Regions from separate parts of the Pan troglodytes genome. Here all the other regions are linked to region 1. Evidence: chromatin contacts called from public HiChIP or PLAC-seq data. All regions are on one chromosome and are shown on one strand. The core of a region is the stretch at or near the end of the contact, and the rest is flanking DNA. Distances in the headings are between cores, read along the strand shown.

What was found. HiChIP or PLAC-seq counts read pairs in DNA pulled down with a chosen protein or histone mark.
Region 2: an H3K4me3 HiChIP or PLAC-seq map of stem cell-derived excitatory neurons shows a contact between it and region 1, with 4 times the contacts expected there. The contact joins the promoter of RUFY3 here to the promoter of GRSF1 in region 1. A contact is called at or near these places in 1 of 7 Hi-C or Micro-C datasets (stem cell-derived neural progenitor cells) and 1 of 1 datasets of contacts at active chromatin or transcription factors (stem cell-derived excitatory neurons).
Region 3: a contact with region 1 is called in an H3K4me3 HiChIP or PLAC-seq map of stem cell-derived excitatory neurons, with 2.9 times the contacts expected there. The contact joins the promoter of DCK here to the promoter of GRSF1 in region 1. A contact is called at or near these places in 1 of 7 Hi-C or Micro-C datasets (stem cell-derived neural progenitor cells) and 1 of 1 datasets of contacts at active chromatin or transcription factors (stem cell-derived excitatory neurons).

What each region holds. Positions count from the first base shown.
Region 1 is chr3:59,308,621-59,312,826 of NHGRI_mPanTro3-v2.0_pri, forward strand. It overlaps GRSF1 (G-rich RNA sequence binding factor 1), which reads left to right and starts at 1,772. Exons shown (of 10, transcript XM_016951610.4): 1 at 1,772-2,363. The coding sequence starts at 2,004.
Region 2 is chr3:59,444,154-59,448,679 of NHGRI_mPanTro3-v2.0_pri, forward strand. It overlaps RUFY3 (RUN and FYVE domain containing 3), which reads right to left and starts at 1,915. Exons shown (of 16, transcript XM_009447769.5): 1 at 1,372-1,915. The coding sequence starts at 1,723. It overlaps LOC112209052 (U6 spliceosomal RNA), which reads left to right and starts at 3,538; the gene lies at 3,538-3,643.
Region 3 is chr3:59,155,109-59,159,460 of NHGRI_mPanTro3-v2.0_pri, forward strand. DCK (deoxycytidine kinase) reads right to left here and starts at 2,124. Exons shown (of 7, transcript XM_517245.8): 1 at 1,641-2,124. The coding sequence starts at 1,731.

The sequences.
Region 1 (4,206 bases), core at 522-3,021:
AGTCCAGGTTAAACAAGTCAAACTTTAAATGTAATACCCATTGCTTTAAAATATTCTAGCAAAGAAAATAAGGTTTGGAAGATGGTGGTAGGGGATAGATGACACAAGATTGAAAAGTGTTGACAATTTATGAAGTTCTGGAAATTCATTCTGCTCTTCTGTTTGACATTTTCCACAGTAAGGAGTTTTTAAAAATATTAGCTCTCTCTTATTTTTTACTCTAACAACTTCCTTTTGCTTGTCTTTGACAAGTCCTGGCTCAGGAGGAGGAAAGCTGCACAACCAGTCTTCGTGTATGTGTGTGCAAATCTCTGTGTGTTCACTTGTGAATACAGTTTCATTAGGGGAGGGTTCACATTTGTTATGTATTATCAGTACATAATAAATATATATGTTTTCTTTTATTTTTTTAGAGACAGGGTTTCACTCTGTCACCCAGGCTGGAGTTCAGTGGTGGCAATCATAGCTTACCACAGCCTCTACCTTCTGGGCTGAAGCAATCGGCCTCCCAAGTAGCTGGGACTACAGGCCCACGCCATCACGCCCGGCTTTTTTTATTTTTTGTATAGACGGGGTCTCCCTATGTTGCCCAGGCTGGTCTGGAACTCTTGGGCTCCAGTGATCCTCTCACTTCAGCCTCCCAAAGCGCTGGGATTATAGGCATGAGCCACCACGCCGGGCCTATATTTCATTTTAAAACAACGAAGTTCTCCTTCCTCACATACCTCAAATTCGGGGGGTACCAAATCTCTGATATTATCCCAACGATTTTTTTATAACCAGGGTATCACAATTCCTTTCAGAAAGGGTTCTTTAGCCACTCACACCACGGGTTTCGGTGGCACAGCGCCGGGCAGCACAGACCTGTGCTACAGCTCTCGGCCCTACCCAGAGCAGGATGGCCCTAACCTAATTTTTTTGTTTGTTTGTTTGGAGATGGCGTCTCACTCTGTCGCCCAGGCTGGAGTGCGGTGGCACGATCTTGGCTCACTGCAACCTCCGCCTCCTGGGTTCAAGCGATTCTCCTGCCTCAGCCTCCTGAGTAGCTGGGATTACGGGCACCCGTCACCACACCCGGCTAATTTTTGTGTTTTTAGTAGAGACACAGTTTCACCATGTTGGCCAGGCTGGTCTTGAACTGCTGACCTCAGGTGATCCGCCCTACCTCGGCCTACTAAAGTGCTGGGATTACAGGCAGGAGCCACCGCGTCCGACCTAATTTTTTGTATTTTAGTAGAGACGGGATTTCACCGTGTTGCCTAGGTTGGTCTCGAACTCCTGACCTCAGGCAGTCCGCCCGCCTCTGCCTGCCAAAGTGCTAGGATTACAAGAATGAGTCACTAAGAATGAGTCACTGCGCCAGGCCCCTAGCCTCACTTACTTTGGGCCTCAGTGTCCACCGCCTGAAAAAAGAGCAGTTCGGCCGGGCGCGGTGGCTCACGCCTGTAATCCCAGCACTTTGGGAGGCCGAGGCGGGCGGATCACGAGGTCAGGAGATCGAGACCATCCTGGCTAATACGGCGAAACCCCGTCTCTACTAAAAATACAAAAAATTAGCCGGGCGTGGTAGCGGGCGCCTGTAGTCCCAGCTACTCGGGAGGCTGAGGCAGGAGAATGGCGTGAACCCGGGAGGCGGAGCTTGCAGTGAGCCGAGATCGCGCCACTGCACTCCAGCCTGGGCGACAGAGCGAGACTCCGTCTCAAAAAAAAAAAAAAAAAAAAAAAAAAAAAAAAAAAAAAAAAAAAGAGCAGTTCGATTGCACCCACTTCCCCGGGCCCCGCCCAAACCACGGGCAGCCCCGCCCAAACCACGGGCAGCCCCGCCCAAGGGCGGAGCGTCGCACTCTCCTCCACCTCCTTCCGACTCTCGGAGGCCCCCCCACCCAGTGCCCGCGGCGCATGTGCCAGGCACACCCCACCCCCAACCGGCCCTGGATTCCACTTCCGTTCCACTATCGCTGCGGGAGCAGCTTCCTTCAGGCCCCGCGCCGCCTCCGGAGTCCATGGCCGGCACGCGCTGGGTACTCGGGGCGCTGCTCCGGGGCTGCGGCTGTAACTGCAGCAGCTGCCGGCGCACCGGCGCCGCCTGCCTGCCCTTGTACTCTGCCGCTGGCTCTATCCCGTCGGGCGTCTCCGGCCGCCGCCGCCTGCTGCTGCTGCTCGGGGCCGCCGCGGCCGCTGCCTCCCAGACGCGTGGCCTCCAGACCGGGCCTGTGCCTCCCGGGAGGCTGGCGGGGCCTCCCCCTGTGGCCACCTCTGCCGCGGCCGCGGCCGCCGCGTCCTACCCTGCCCTCCGTGCCTCTCTGCTGCCGCAGTCGCTGGCGGCGGCGGCGGCCGCGGTCCCGACGCGCAGCTACAGCCAGGTACGTGGGCGCCGCGAGGGACCTGGCGCGAGATCCCTCCCAGGCCGCGTGCACGCGCCCCCGCGCCCCTCCGTCCCTCCGTGTGCGCCTCGCGGGCACGCCCGGGGATCCGCGACACTCGCCGCACACCCGCCCCCGTCCACCCTGTGCTCCTATTGGGCCCTGGAACAAGGGAAGCTCTCCCAGGCGTCGGGTTTTCTGCTTGTTTTGTTCTCGCCTCGAGTCTCTGGTCGGTTGGGCAGTGTAAGTGTGGCTGGGGTGAATGTTGAGGCCTTGTTCCCCGCCTGGCCCATGGTAGGTTTCGTGAGGCTGCTGACGCCCCCACCTCGCATCTTCTTGCTTTCCGCCGGCTGGTTGTGAAGTTGCGAGGCCCGAGCCCGCCGGAGGGTTGGGAGTTTCCGTGCAGCCCGAGCGCTAGGCCTGGGCGGCCCTCGGCGCCTCTCGGTCGGCCGCTGCTGGGAAGGTGCGCGCACACAGTTGCGTGGGCTGGCTTGTAGGGAAGGAGCCTGTCCCCATCGCGCCGTTCCCTCTCCTGTCCCCAGGGAAAGACGAGCTGTCCCGGTTTACTGAAGGTCACCTCTGCAACTCCACTCATACAGAAGGTCTTTTAGGACTGTGTGTCGCTTCGTCTGGGAAAGCAGTTTGGAGATTTAGCTGTTGGGGGGAGGGGGTGAATGGGAGGGAGCGTTGAGGGTTGAGGACACAACTTGGGGTCCCAGGAATGAATTTACAATGTTTTCCTTTCCATTTTTTCTTAATTTTTTAAGAAAAGTCGGTGTGTACTTAGATTGCAAATATTTTGTGCCTTGTAGATGAACCTTTCTCTTCTTGGTACGTGGCATCTGGGAACTGTCTGCACACTTTTTAACTACCCAGCCCCTGATTCCTTAGGTCATATTTATCTTAATTCAATTTGTGCTTCTCCTTTAACTTAGGGAGACTGGGAGGCTAATCAGCATGGCTGCTGTCTGCCAGTGGCTGAGCTAATTGATTTGAATCCTGGCCCAATACTTTACGCTGCCTTTTTCTGTAAAAGCTTGTGATGCTTATGGAATTATGGAAAAATGGGGAAAGTTGTCTACAAAAACCACAACAAAACCATCTCCAATAAACTTTTGTGAGCTAGCTTCTCTCTTTTTTTTTCTATGAAATTGACTGCAGTGATATCTGTAGAGCATCTACTATGTGTTAGACACTGCTTACATTTATTCCTTAAAACTAAACATTAAGCCTTTTTTTTTTTTTTTTTTTTGGAGACCGAGTCTCGCTCTGTCGCCCAGGCTGAAGTGCAGTGGAATGATCTCGGCTCACTGCAAGCTCCGCCTTCCGGGTTCACGCCATTCTCCTGCCTCAGCCTCCCGAGTAGCTGGGACTACAGGCGCCCGCCACTGCGCCCAGCTATTTTTTTGTATTTTTAGTAGAGACGGGGTTTCACCGTGGTCTCGATCTCCTGACCTCGTGATCCGCCCGCCTCTGCCTCCCAAAGTGCTGGGATTACAGGCGTGAGCCACCGCGCCCGGCCTAACATTAAGCCTTAATGAAAATTATAGATAGGGCTGGGCGCGGCACTTTGGGAGGCTGCGGCGGGTGGATCACCTGAGGTCAGGAGTTCGATAGCAGGCTGACCAACGTGGTGAAACTCCGTGTCTACTAAAAAAATGCAAAAAAATTAGCCGGGCGGGGTGGCGGGCGCCTGTAATCCCAGCTACCCGGGAGGCTGAGGCAGGAGAATCGTTTGAACCCGGGGAGGTTGCAGTGAGCCGAGATTGCGCCATTGTACTCTAGTCTGGGCGACAAGAGCGAAACTCCGTCTCAAGAAAAAAGAAAAGAAAAGAAAATGACA
Region 2 (4,526 bases), core at 665-3,164, 140 kb after region 1:
GGTGTGAACACTGGGCAACCTCCAGCTGAATCCCATAGACCCTTCCTGTTAACCTGTCACCCACCATCACAGTTTTGGATCTCTTGTTAGATTTAAAGAGCATGGGTTTAGCAGAAAAGGAATCTGGGTCAACTGCATTCCTTCTCTTAAGCTGTTACTTGGGATAAATCGAGCTTCCGCATCTGAAAAAGTGGCATTCAGTTTGGTGCACACAAACTTATTAACCATGATTATCACAGCACATGCACATAGGAAATAATCAATAAATATTATCTTTTCCTAGGAGATGGATCGGGGCAGAAAAGGTGAGTCAGGGTTTCTTGGCAGGGCAGAGCAGCTAAAAGATTTGTACTTGTGCTTTAAGAATATAGGGTGTATGGTGGGAAAGGTCCTTCCCTCATCGCTTCAGGCAAGTTTCTGTCTCCCTTTTCAGAACTCATACAGCAAAGTATTTGGCACTTACAGCATGCCTTGTATCGTCAGCCACATTTTCATACTTTAAGAGCTTGTATTTGAAAATCAGATTTAACATTCCTCTAAGAGTCCTTATATTCATTGACGACTCTAGGGCCCTACTCATTTGCCAGTACAGTAAACAGTTCACTAATAAAAAATACAGCACGGAGTGTGGGTCAGCTGCATTCAGAGCGCTCGCGTGTGCCAGTGGCTTTAAAAGTGGAGGCCTCTTCCCGACAACCGATATAACCCTGGGAGGTACCCTTCCAAAGCCACACATTCCCTTCTTGTCTTCTCATGCACCGCTCCGATTTCTCTTTCCACTCCGGGGGACGGATCTGTCATATTTACCGGCATGGAAGGAACGCTCGTAAAAAATTAGTTACTAGTATTACTAAGGCCGCACTGGCGGCGGCGGCGCAGCGGCCACACCTACTCAGCTGCCGCGGCGCCGGGAGCCCGAAAAAGGCGGGTCAGAGGGGCCACGGGGTCTCCGGGCGCCGCCCCCTCTTAGACTCCTTCGGGGAAGGTTCCCAGCCCAGGACCCGGGACAGGGCCAGGGCGCCCCGGGTGGAGGGGGGCAGGCGGGCCGCTTCTTGCCCCCGCCCAAGCACGTGGGAGGCCGGCGAAGACCAGCGCCCAGCCCAAGACGGGAGAGAGACCAGGCCAGGCAGGAGTCGCGGCCTGGGGAGACGCGGAGGTAGACTCCGGCGCCCGAACCGAGGTCGTCCCGCTGCCTCCTCACCGGGCGCCTCGGGACAACAGCTTCCCGAGGGCAGCCCCTAGAGCCCCCGCCTCCCGGCCGCCCGGCTCGGGTCACCCCGCGGGAGGCGGAGCTCCGCGGGGGCAGGGCCGGCCCTCCCCAGCCGAATGCCCCTTTCCCCGCGGGCGTCCCCATGCCCCTCCGCCACTCACGGTGCTTGCCGCTGCCGCTGCCGCCGCCGCTCGGGTAGCTCAGCAGCAGGAAGGGCAGCGGGGAGCCGGGGGACGGCGGGGTCCTCCAGGAGCGCTGCTGCTGCGGCGGCGGGCGCACTCCGAAGCCGGCGCCTCCATCGCCGGGGTACAGCAGGAAGAAGGGGGCGGCCACCGGCGAGTCGGGCTCCGACTGCCCGGCGGGGGAGGCCGGCGGCGGCCCCGCCTCGCCCTCTCGGTCCGTGCCCCCGGCGGGAGCGCGGCGCGGCTCCTCCGGCCGCCACTCCCCGCCCCTCGCCGGCTCCTCGCTGCAACTTTCGGCACCAGCGGTGGGCGGCGGCGGGGTCTCAGCCATGCTCACTCCTTCCTTCGCCGCAGCCTCCGATTCGCGCCCGGGCCTGGGCGGGGGAGCAGAGGGTCAGGGCGAGGAGCCGCCGCCCCGTCCCGTCCGCTGCGCCGCCACCGCCACCTTTCTTCTCGGCCACGGGCTGGCGCCTGGGCTCCGCCGCTCGGCCCACAGCCCGCCCCGCCAGGGTCCAAGCCAGCTGGAGGGACCGCCCCGCCCGACGGCGCGGCCTCGCTACCGGCCGCCTCCTCCAGCCCCTCCCGCCCCGGCCCCCAGCCTGTGACTCGGCTCCCCTAGGGGGCAGCGTCCTCCTCTTCCCACTCCCCACCTTCCGCTTCCCTCCGGCTGGGCTGACTCCCTCCCGACCCTCGGGCCCTGGGCCTCTTCCTTACCCGCCCCCGCTGGGCCCTCTAAGGCGGTCAGGTGTCTAGTGCTTGAAAGGTGAAGACCTGGCGAAATACCTGGCGGCGTTTTGTCGTGTAACCGCCAACTTTATCGGTAGCACGAAGGCACAAAGATCTGGGTTGAAGAAGAGGCGAAAGCTAATTTTAAAAAAGCACCTCCCTGCCCCCGGGTATTAAACTGTACCATTTGCCTTTCACACACTGCAACTTCAACCGTTGATTCACTGTTTTGAGTATTGAGCTCTTTATGTGAGAAACCAAAGGTGGGTGTCTTCCTTCCACCACCTCTTTTGTTCCCGTCTTGTGCGCTGTACTGAAATCCTGTATTTGCTTTGACTTTAACTCCCTGGTTTTCTAGTGCCGCGGGTGCGCATGAGTGCATTTTAAATCAAACAGCTTAGAATTCATACGACAAATGTCAATTACAGGTCGACAGTTTTCTCTTTCACAGTGCCCGTGTCTCGCTAGTAATTAGCCACCGTTGCTTTGAGAATTCGAATCAATGATTACTGATCCAGTAATTCCCTTAAGTAAACATTTCTTTCGGCAATAAAGACAATTTCCAGTTACTCTCATGGTTCTTTATCCTGGATTCCTAGCTGATTAGCCTTGTGTTTAATGCTGGCGTAGAAGCCATGTTGACTCATAATTAAAAATCACTGTTGTGTAACATTTTGCCCACCTGCTTTTTCCTCTTCTCTGTTCAGCCCTTCCCTGTGTAGAGGAAGTTGTACTTCTTTGAAAGGAAAAGTAAACATTTTTATTACTGTTGTTATTCTCTGTAAATCACTCTTGAAATTACTACTCGCAATTACCATGAGACTTACAATACTACTTTTCACTGAGTCTTTTAACAAGAAGCATTCAAAAAGGAAATGTTTACAGGATAGCTTCAAACAGTCTTAGAAAATTTCTTAGCTTTTCGGTTTCTGGCATTTCCCTGACCTGTTGATCCCAGTCCTACTACCTATTTGAGTAAGTTATTTGTCTAGCTCTGTAAAATGATTATGTTATTCATAGATACTGTGAGGGCTAAATAAGAAATAGAAATAAAGCGTTTAAAATACAACTTAACATTGGGGTAAATAATAATTATTACGGCCGGGTGCGGTGGCTCATGCCTGTAATCCCAGCACTTTGGGAGGCTGAAGCGGGTGGATCACGAGGTCAGCAGTTCGAGACCAGCCTGACCAAAAAGGGGAAACCCCGTCTCTACTTAAAATACAAAAAAAAAATTAGCTGGGCGTGGTGGCGAGTGCCTGTAATCCCAGCTACTTGGGAGACTGAGGCAGGAGAATCGCTTGAAACCAGAAGGCAGAGGTTGCAGTGAGCCGAGATTGCACCACTGCACTTTAGCCTGGGCAATAAGAGCAAAACTTCGTCTCAAATAAATACATAAATAAATAATTATTAGTAGTAGTACTCACTTCAGCAGCACATAAACTAAAATTGGAACGATACAGAAAAGATTAACATTTCCCTGCACGAGAATGACCTGCAAATTTGTGAAGTGTTCCATATTAAAAAATAATTATTATTAGGGATATTTTATCATTTTGGCAAAATAACATTTAACTTACAATAATAAAAACATACTGAGTTGGGGGGAAAAAAGCTGTTTCATTATATCCTTAGCATTTTGAAGGTGGTTTGGGCCTTAACTCTTGGTGCTGGTGAGAATCTCAATAGGAAGACATATTTGTCTTTTAGGAATTGCTAACTGCATGATACCTTCATAAGAAAAACCGAAAGCATTTGACCCAGCAATCTCATTAACTGGGTATATACCCGAAGGACTATAAATCATTCTACTATAAAGACACATGCACACGTATGTTTATTGCAGCACTGTTTACAATAGCAAAGACTTGGAACCAACCCAAATGCCCATCAATGATAGACTGGATAAAGAAAATGTGGCACATATACACCATGGAATTATGCAGCCATAAAAAAGAGTGAGTTCATGTCTTTTGCAGGGACATGGATGAAGCTGGAAGCCATCATTCTCAGCAAACTAACACAGGAACAGAAAAGCAAACACCGCATGTTCTCACTCTTAAGTGGGGGTTGAACAATGAGAACACATGGACATAGGGAGGGGAACATCACACACTGGGACCTGTGGGGGAGTGGGGGTAAGGGGAGGGGAAGCATTAGAAGAAATAACTAATGTAGCTGATGGGTTAATGAGTGCAACAAACCACCATGGCACATGTATACCCATGTAACAAACCTGCACGTTCTGCACATGTATCCCAGAACTTAAAGTATAATTTAAAAAAAAGAAAAACTGATTGACATGTATTATATGGTTTTAACACTCATCCTTAACTGGATCCTTTATCTTGTTTTTACATGCAGAAATTCCAAAATATTATATTCTCATCAGGTTCCTTCACAGAGAT
Region 3 (4,352 bases), core at 874-3,373, 150 kb before region 1:
GCTCTGTCACCCAGGCTAGAGTGCAGTAGGGTGATCATGGCTCACTGTGGCCTTGACCTTTGGGCTCAAGCAATCCTCCTGCCTCAGCCTCCTGAGTAGCTGGAGGCACACCAACACATGCAACTAATTTTTTAATTTTTTTGTGGAGATGACTTCTCACTATGTTGCCCAGGCTGATCTGGAACTCCTGGACTCAAGTGATCCTCTTGCCTAAGCCTCCCCAAATCCTGGGATTACAAGTATGAGCCTCCATGCCCTGCCTCAAATTTACTTTTCAGATGGCTTTGTTCAGCCATTTTCTCCTGTCTTTATATATGGTCTTCTTTATTCAGGAAGCAGCTGTCAGAGATTCCATACTAGTAAACATGCACCCTCAAATAACTTACATTGCTAATTATATTATATGGTCTTTCTACTGGTGCTTTAATTCTGGAGCAATGAAATAAGAAGTCCTCTTTGAGAATGCATTTTTTTCTATTCATTTGAATGCTTAAAGCATCTGCTTGCCTGGCCTTTTTCAAGAAGGTACAGTGCTTTGAATGTGGTAAGAATTTTTAAAAATTTGCTGTATGCATGAATGACCAGCACCCAACCTGGAGCTAAAAAAATTTTTTTAAAAATCTATCAAAACAGGAAGTTTCAGGGGTAGGTTTCCTGCGGTTGGAGATACAGAAGAATCGGACGTTGGTGTGTATCTTGCAAAGTGACAGGCATGGCCTAGTCTGCCCCCCATCTGAGTTAACAGAAACGTTAGTGATCTTTGAATCATAATCCAATGTTTACTTGGATGTGGAGTAAGGGGTGAGGAACTCCATGCTATTAAGATCATTAAAGACCTCTTTGCTTGTACTCGAATGTTTCGAGTTTCGTTAATAATATAGCTAAAACAATGCTTCGCTAATAATATAGCTAAAAAACTGTAAACAACCCTGAGGTCCACAACTAGAAAATGGATAAACGATGGTACATCCATGCAATGGAATACTACTCAGCAATAAAAAGAAACAAACCACAGACACAAGTAACATGAATGAATTTCAAAAGCATTATGCTAAATGAAAGACGCCAGACACAAAAGGCGATATAGCCTATGATTCCATTTATATGGCATTCTGGAAAAGGCAACACTTGCAGGGATAGAAATCAAATCAGTGGGTGCCCAGGGAATAGGAAGGGTGGAGGGGGCTGAATACAAAGGAGCAGGTAGGAACTTTCTGAGGTGATGAAAATGTTCTGTATCTCGATCATGGTGATAGCAAAAGGCATAATGTTTGTCAAACCTCATAGAAGAGTACACCTAAAAAGGGTGAATTTAATGTAAGTTACACCTCAAGAAATCTAATACCCTTCCCCCGCTTCCCTTTGCGAGTTCCCAACAAAGAGGGAGCAGAGGCTCAAAGCGCGCCTCACAGAGACCGCAGGCCTGGCGCCCAGTCTGACCCCGGGGACCGCAGTCACCCCGTGGAGCGGGAGGTAAGGGAAGGATGCTCTGGGTGGGAAAGGAAGCCGAGGCCGCGTCCACACCGCCAGGCTGGAGGGAAAGCCCTCACCGAGGAGCTGCGAGAGATGCGGCGAAGGGAAGCTTCAGCCACTGCCGCGACACCCCAGCCTTGCGTCCCACATTTCCGGAGGCTCCTTACCGATGTTCCCTTCGATGGAGATTTTCTTGATGCGGGTCCCCTCAGAGCTGGCTGAGAGAGACGGGCAGCTTCTCTTGGGCGGGGTGGCCATTCCTTAGTCTTGTGGCGGCCCAGAGCTCGTCCGGCAGAGAGGGCTGGGAGGCGGCCACAGGTGCGCGCACTGGAGCTCGCGGCGCCGCTAAGCCAGATCCTGACCTGCCGGGTCAGCTAGTGAGCTCACCGGCCCGCCGGCGGGTGTCGGGGTTTGACTTTGGCGCGCGGAGGCAGCTGAGGACACTGGCGGGCCTGCGGAACGGCCCCGCCCTCCTCAAGCCGCGCTCCCTAGCTGCCCCTCGGCCCTCGCCCGCCTCCAGCGCGGGTTCCCGCGTGCGCGCTCCGCACGCCAGGTCACGTGGAGGCCGGGGCGGGGCCGCGCGTGTGGCGGAAGGCCTCTGCCCCCAGCAGCCAGGCGCCCGGGCGGGGCGCGGGAAGAGGTTCCGGAGTCGGGTGGGGAGGAAGGGTGGACCCCAGAGGCCTGAGGGCGCTGGAGGGCAGAGGGCGTCACCTGCAGTGGGCCGTGCCAGGCTTTGGAAAACCCGCCTCTCTAGTGGGCCTGTTGGAGATGAACAGACGCGTCTGGACAGAACTGGATAGACTTAAAGCTTTGAACTCATCTGGGGAGAAGGCACTGTGTGGTAGGAAAATCAAATGGATTTACTGTGGCTTCTCAGCCTAGAGGAAGACTATCAGGCGAAGTGCCGTCCTTGGGAATCGCACTGCCCACTTAGAGAGCCAGGCTGTTTTCTTCTATGTGCTTTTCATTAATTAACGAAGTCTAGTGCCAGAAATACCGTCATTAGCCCATTTACCTGCCAGTGGGAAAACAGGCACTGAGAGGCTGCTTGTTCCAAGTGTCAAAGTCAGTAAGTGAAACTGGGATGGGAATTTAGGTAGTCAGATGCCACCCACAGGAGGCCTTTCCAGATCTCCCATACCGCTGTCCATTTGATTTGGATGCACGACCATGCTGTATAGAAGTTAGCACGTTGGGTAGGTAGGTTTCTGTTCAGCTGTTAACTCAGCCTGCCCGACACCTGGCACATAGGTAACAAAATGTACTGTATGTTGAATTTTTGAATGTCTACTCATGTGCCATGTACTCTGCTAGAATACTCATCTAGATGGGACAAATGCAGTGTAGGATTTGTCCCAGCTAGATGAGTGCATTTTTAGTCAGGGTAAAGACCTAATGAGGCAAGAGAATAGGGAATTAGGGTAACCAAGGGTTAAGGCATAAGCAAAAGAACAGCAGGTGCAGCAATTTCTAGGCAAGACTAGGCAGCATACAGGCCACACCTTCACTCCTGTGATTACAAGACAGAAGTTTCCACATCGCCTCTGATTGTCCTCGGCCATCACCATTTCAGCCTCTGATTGGTCGCAGGCCAATCCTTCATAGGGTGCAACCAATTGGACGACTGTAAAGGGCACCTAGGGATTTACCAAATTCTTTTAGCCTAGTAACCCTTAAGAACACTGCAATTGGGACTCTTGAAGCACTTGCTTCGCTTCAATAAATTTGTGCTTTTGTTACTTCGTTCTTTTGTCGTTTTGTCTTTCGTTGCTTCTTTTGTTGCTTTGTTTCTACGTTTTGTTCAATTCTTTGTTCAACACGCCAAAAACCCAGACAACTCAGTCAAGACTTCCCATCCAGTAACACTAATAAACCGGATATTACCCAGTCTGGAAGTTATCTGGTCCAAATTGTCTACAGAAACCAAAGGCCTTGCTATTCTTTTTTACATTGCAACTATCATCAGACCTGAAATGCATCTAAATGTGTAGCCAGAAGGGGAAAATGGTGACTCCATCCTCAGAAATAAAGAGCAGAAATTAAAATGTGAATCCTCGGGGATCACATTTTCCAGGATTAAACAGCAAGAATCATTCTATGTAACTGCCCTATATTATTCTGTTATGCAATTATTTTGTATATATTACTTTTACTTATCCCCATAGTGATTAATAGCAAGATCCTAGGAATATAAGAGGCCTGAATAGTTGTCATCAGGTATAGCAAGGAAGTTGGGAGAAAGGTGCTGGGGAAGCTAATAGGTATCACATTTCACAGCCAAGCTTGGGGGAAAACTCATGAAATGGTAAGAGTACTGGCAGCTACCGAGAGGAGGAAGGCAAGTCTCTTGAGACCTTCAACAGGAAAGCAGAGCTGGTCCTGGATGGATGTCATAAAGAGGCTTGGGGTTAAGCAGTAGAAATCTCCAAGTGTGGTTTCCACAAAAAAGACCCACACAAGAAGTATCTTACAATGATGAAGAGTTTAAGCACTGGAAAATGAAAGATTTCAAACACCAGTTCTACCAGTTTCTGGCTGCAAAAACTTGAATTCATCTGAGCTTAAGAGTATACTTTGAAAAATACAAATGTGGGAAGCTGAGGCAGGTGAATCGCTTGAGCCCAGGAGTTTGAGACTAGCCTGGGCAACATGGCAAAACTCTTGTCTCTACAAAAAATAGAAAAATTAGCCAGGCGCCTGTAGTCCCAACTATTTGGGAGGCTGAGGTGCGAGAATTACCGAAGCCAGGGAGTCAAGGCTGCAGTGAGCCAAGATCATGCCACTGTACTCCAGTGAGACCCTGTCTCAACTAACAACAACAAAGTAAATGGGGGAAGCAAAGAATCTAGCTTTTTTGGCATTAAGTCCAGCATAATTTC